Linked DNA regions of Mus musculus: region 2 is linked to region 1. A link is a contact called in public Hi-C data. All regions are on one chromosome and are shown on one strand. The core of a region is the stretch at or near the end of the contact, and the rest is flanking DNA. Distances in the headings are between cores, read along the strand shown. Region 1 overlaps Ralgps2 (Ral GEF with PH domain and SH3 binding motif 2). Region 2 has its middle 6.6 kb from the start of Gm15486.

The links. A called contact is a pair of places that touch in the nucleus more often than the background predicts.
Region 2: a contact with region 1 is called in a Hi-C map of the G1E-ER4 cell line, with 9 times the contacts expected there. The contact joins two enhancer-like sites. A contact is called at or near these places in 2 of 39 promoter capture datasets (liver and trophoblast stem cells), 1 of 484 Hi-C or Micro-C datasets (the G1E-ER4 cell line) and 1 of 9 other capture datasets (macrophages).

Annotation. Positions count from the first base shown.
Region 1 is chr1:156,868,834-156,871,476 of GRCm38.p6, reverse strand. Ralgps2 (Ral GEF with PH domain and SH3 binding motif 2) reads left to right here. Exons shown (of 19, transcript NM_001159967.1): 8 at 1,910-2,036. Among named protein-coding and RNA genes, the nearest start is that of Angptl1, 31 kb to the right of the region's middle. Within about 2 kb of position 1,301, at least 3 of the 459 cell types and tissues checked have an H3K27ac peak or open chromatin away from gene starts, as enhancers often do. A contact at or near this core is called in the G1E-ER4 cell line, where this site is marked.
Region 2 is chr1:157,517,029-157,519,671 of GRCm38.p6, reverse strand. It overlaps a transcript of Sec16b not described here. Among named protein-coding and RNA genes, the nearest start is that of Gm15486, 6.6 kb to the right of the region's middle. Within about 2 kb of position 1,316, at least 94 of the 459 cell types and tissues checked have an H3K27ac peak or open chromatin away from gene starts, as enhancers often do. A contact at or near this core is called in the G1E-ER4 cell line, where this site is marked.

The DNA.
Region 1 (2,643 bases), core at 52-2,551:
ATGTCTTCCAAAGTCTATGTGTTAAGTATTTCCAGAAGGTGATGGTGGAGCTTTTAGAGACTACAACTCAGGGTAGAGCAAATCCAAGCCACATTGAGGAATCACCTCACCTGCTAGGCTGCTTGCTACCAAAAAGATAAGAAGTCCCAAATGTTGGTGAGTGAGTTGACCAGAAAAGGAATTCTTATGGTTGCAGCCATATTAGAAAGTAGAAGTAGAACTGTGGTTGAACTTGCAGCAACAGAGTGGACAGTTTTCAGGGTAATAGGAAGATGTTTGTTGTTCTGTGGGTAGATTCAAAGTTTAGTTTTATAGAATATATTTGAGATTTAAGATACAAGCCTAGTAACTATAGGTAATAATTTTACATTATATACTAGAAGAAAATCTGAACAGAACCCAGAAATAGATCTCTGACACAGGACAAGGAAAGTATTATAAATTGGTGTTAGGGTGTTTACTATTGTGATAAAACACCATGACCAGAATCATGGGGAGGAAAGATTTTACGTCATTGTACAGTTTTCAGGTCACATTCCATTACTGAGGGAACCCAAGGTGGAAATCTAGAGACATCCACCGAAGCAGAGGCCGTGGAGAAATGCTGCTTGCCAGCTTGCTGGGCTTAGTTTCTTGACAACTAAGGACTTCCTGCCACATTCCACTCCACCCACATCAATCATCAATCAAGAAAATGGACCACAGATTTGCATACAGTCCGGAAAATACTAATGGATTAGGTGTCAGAATGGTCCATTATCAGAACCAATCTTTGAAACTCTAAGAGACAAACAGCATTCTTTTACTTGCTAGCCATGTGCTTGACTTTCAGTTTTCACTACCTCTAAGTAAATACACAAACTTCTGTTAACCTTACAGGAGAATTAGGTGAGTTTTTTTTTTTTTTTTTGGTTTTTCGAGACAGGGTTTCTCTGTGTAGCCCTGGCTGTCCTGGAACTCACTTTGTAGACCAGGCTTGCCTCAAACTCAGAAATCCACCTGCCTCCGCCTCACGAGTGCTGGGATTAAAGGCGTGTGCCAACAAGCCCCGCTTAGATGAGGATTTTCTTAGTGAAGTGTTTGCATAGTACACAAAGAGCCAGTATTTTAAGATGTAATAAAAAGTCAAGTGTTACTGTGTTGTAACAAAATAGTATCTCCAGAGGTTTAAAGAAAGAAAAATGCAGTCTTTGGAATGATAACAAAATAGAACAAAACAAACATCCGGAAGCTTTCAGTTAGGTTGTGGGCACTAAGATTGCTTGTCTCTTATCTTCTTTGATCATTTGCAGTAATCTCAAAGGACGTGTTCTACATATTGTCTCTTCAGGCCACGTGAAACAATCTTGTGATAATGCTACCTATGATAATGTTCTGGTCAAGAAGAAAATTCGTTGCCAGAAGTTAAAACAAAACAAAACAAAACAGCAAAAGCAAAAGGCTATGGGAGGATGGCAGGTCCTGTTAAGACCAGCTACAACTTGACTTGTCAAGAAAAGTTGTCACTTAACACCACAAACTTGAGGGTTTCTTAGTGCTTATGAAAGAATGACTTTTGAGGAGGCAGTCAATGAAAATATTTGGGTATTTGAGCTAACTGTATACATATAATTATTTTAAATTAGATAAAAACAACAAATTGCTTAATTACATAAAATAGTAAAGATAAATAATGTGTTATAGTTCACCACTTATTAAGTTCATTTATGTTTGTATAAAGGTGAATTTATAAATACTTGGAGTGATAAATATGTCTGAATCTGTTTTATTTATGTCCTATCAGTAAAATTAAGGAAAGTATAATTTTGAAATTAAAGTCTAGATTTATAGTAAATACAATTTTCATTCAGATCTTTGTTACAGTGAGATGGAACTTGTAATAACTTAGGCTTTTCTGTTTGCTTTTTAGTTATTAAGTCGAAAAGACAAAACTACCTTTGAAAAACTAGAATATGTAATGAGTAAAGAAGATAACTACAAAAGACTCAGAGACTATATAAGCAGCTTAAAGATGACTCCTTGCATTCCCTATTTAGGTGAGTGATGTCATTGTGTTCGTTATTCGTAGTTGTTGCTCTTCCTGAACAAGTCATTTTTATGAAATGCAAAGTAATTTTTAAAGTGCATGTGTCAGATTTCTAAGCTGAAAATAATCAGGTAAGGAAGTATTTCCCTTATTGCCTGAAATGGTTTTCATAACAACTTAGCCTTTTGTCTTCAGGTTTTCTGTAGAGTGTAACAATAACTTAGAAGTGTTCCATGTGGTAAATGGTATGTTTTAGCTATTTTAGTAATGCGTTTAAGGACTGAAACAAACAATGACTAGTCGTGAAGCTTAATATATTACCTGAAGACATTGATCCAAGCTGTTTGGTAGTAGACAGTGAATTCTGAGGAGTGATTTCAATTAATTCAATAATTAGTATTGTTGTTTGCCGAAATGAATTGTTTAAGTGTGGAAATTTAGCTTAGTACATGGCAGTTTTGTATTTATTATTTGATCAAGAATTTGTCTTAAGCCGGGCGGTGGTGGCGCACGCCTTTAATCTTAGCACTTGGGAGGCAGAGTGAGGCGGATTTCTGAGTTTGAGGCCAGCCTGGTCTACAGAGTGAGTTCCAGGACAGCTAGGGCTATAAAACAAC
Region 2 (2,643 bases), core at 67-2,566, 650 kb before region 1:
CAATTATAGAGATGTGGGGTGCCAGAAAAAAAGGGGTGCCTGTGCCAAAGTCAATTAGCCTGGCACAGATAATCTAAGTCACCAGTACCGGCCCTGGGACTTCCTGAAGGCTTAGAAATAGAAGTTGGCACAATCTATAGGCCACTAGACCATAGTGCCCTATAGATAATCTTGACAATGGATTCCTTTTGTTGCCATTTGTCTGGCCTCCCACAGACCTGTTCTTCCTGCATCCTGAACTGCAACCGATAACTAAAGAGACACCCCATCATTCAAGAAGGACTCCAAGCTTCCTTGGCAGCCCTGGGCTGGCAGAGGGGTCCTACTTCTCAGCCACTCGGCCTCCCATTTAACTGGTACTCTCAGAGTCAGGATGAGTGCACCCATAGAGGGTTGTGTCTGTGACTTTAGGCCCCATGTCAAGTGCCAAGGGGCAAAGAAGACTCACACAGCAGCTACGGGAAATAAAAGTCTTTAGCGTTCTCAGGGTATTCTCTCTGCTGCAGATCAATGGCTGTCAACGCCTCAGAAGAGAAGCACACCTCAGTCCTGGAATAACTGTCTGAACAGGAGACCCTGTTCTACCATCTGTTCACTATATAAACCTGTTAGTAACATCCATATCATAACATTTCTTCATCTGCAGAGATGATCACAGAACCCTACCTTACAGAATTATGATGAAGATAAAAAAAATCATATCTAAAACTTACAAATAATTTAAATATAGTAAATGCTCCATAGGTGTTAATAATTGCTACTTCTCTAGATGTACGAGAAAATGCACCCACAAAGTATTCTACACACATCACCAGGAAGAGACTTGAATATTTATTACTGCTGTGAAATCAACAAATCCTCCTTGACACTCAATGCAGTGCCTGCATTGACCCAGGACTTAGAGGAAATGGAGAAACAGTATCACTTGACTACACAGGGGAAAACGCCAATGGATTAAGGTGAGAACATCAGCATTCACAACTTTAAGAAGTGTGGTCCAGTGCTTCCCGCACAGGAGGCTGGTTGCTCCAGGAACAGGGCAGGATGCCACAGGATGATCATGAAGCATGATTTTCTTTCTTTTATAAGCTATTTTCAATAGAATTTTAATTTAACATCAGCACAAACATTCTGAAGGGAAGTTCAAATTTGCAGTCATTTTTTTTTTTTTGAAGACAAGCATGAGATGTCAAAAAAATTTTCCACATTGGCTATGAGACAGATAAACAGACACATATTCTGCACCCCCACACTGAGTCATTCCTCGCCACGCAGTGGGGAAGTCTGAGAGACATATTCTGAACAAGAGCAGACATTCAAGCACTCAGAGCCAATGAGCTGGAAAGAGCCTCTGGAAGGATTCCAGGCCTGCAGGTGAAGCCATGACCGTGCCAGGAAAGCTCAAGCCAAGGCCCCTGCTGATATACAGTTCTTTCATTTACAGACCTAAAGCTTTCTGAGCTCTCTACTGCTGGATAAAATTCTGTATTATATAAGACCCGGAGCACCCAGCCACTGCACTGCACCAACTCACTAACCATGTTTGGAGAGTCTGAAAGTTTTGGTTTTCCTGGAACACGTGGTATTTCTTCTCTGAGGAAAGGAGGTCCTCAGGGACCTCATAGTAGTATACACCAATATTCTAAAGCTCAGATGTCCTTCCTAAGGGATAACACACACACACATGCACACATGCATGCGTGCGCCTTAGAATCCCATCTCAGTCGTTTTAAGACAGGGGATACCCACCATGCAGCTCAGCAGCCTTTCCTTCTCCAAATCACACAGCCCCAGCCTTATTCATCAAATTTCCCATCTTTAAATCTTTGTGGAGAGTATCAAAGTTCCAAAGAAAACTGAAAATTGATGCGACTGGAGCAGGATGTCAAGCCACTTGAAGAGGACTAGAACTTAGTTGCTAGCACCCACGTTGAGCACTCACATTCATCTCCAACTCCAGGACATCCAGCCTACTCTTCTGGCCTCCAGGGGCCCCTGCACACAAGGGTAGGTGCAAGCACACACACACACACTCACACATACACTCACACACACACATGTTTGTATGCACATAAATTAAAATAAATCTTTCAAAAAAAGGGAATTGAAACTAAGCTTTAATTTTTTTTCCTCAGTTATTTCTCAGCCATGCACATTTGAGAGGGCGAAAAAAAATCACTCAGTTGTTATAATGTTCCAGATCCTTCATCTTGAATATGAAATCCTTAAAGGGCTGTTATGTGACTGAAATGAAATACCACACGGATAAGTACCTGTTAAGTATGAAGGTGAGTTTGGAATAAATGTTTGCCTTTCATCCAGGTTATTTTATATTCTATAAAGGTGTGACAAGCTAAGCCACATACACACAGGTGATACTTGGTCGGGCATCACAGTGGAGAGCTCTTCGAACTTGAAATTAGATTTGCATTCCAGCACTTCTGGGGATTAGCTGTGAGACAAGTAACTTAACATCCCAGGCAAAGGAGCCTTCTTAAAGGATACTGTATCTTGTTCCAGATACCCTTGTAAGACCGTGGTAGGATAAGTGAGAGAAAGCACTGTTTGAGGTTTAACTAAAAATTTAAAAAACAAATATAAGGTCTAACAGGTGTGGTCTAGCTGTTGGCCACAGGCCACATG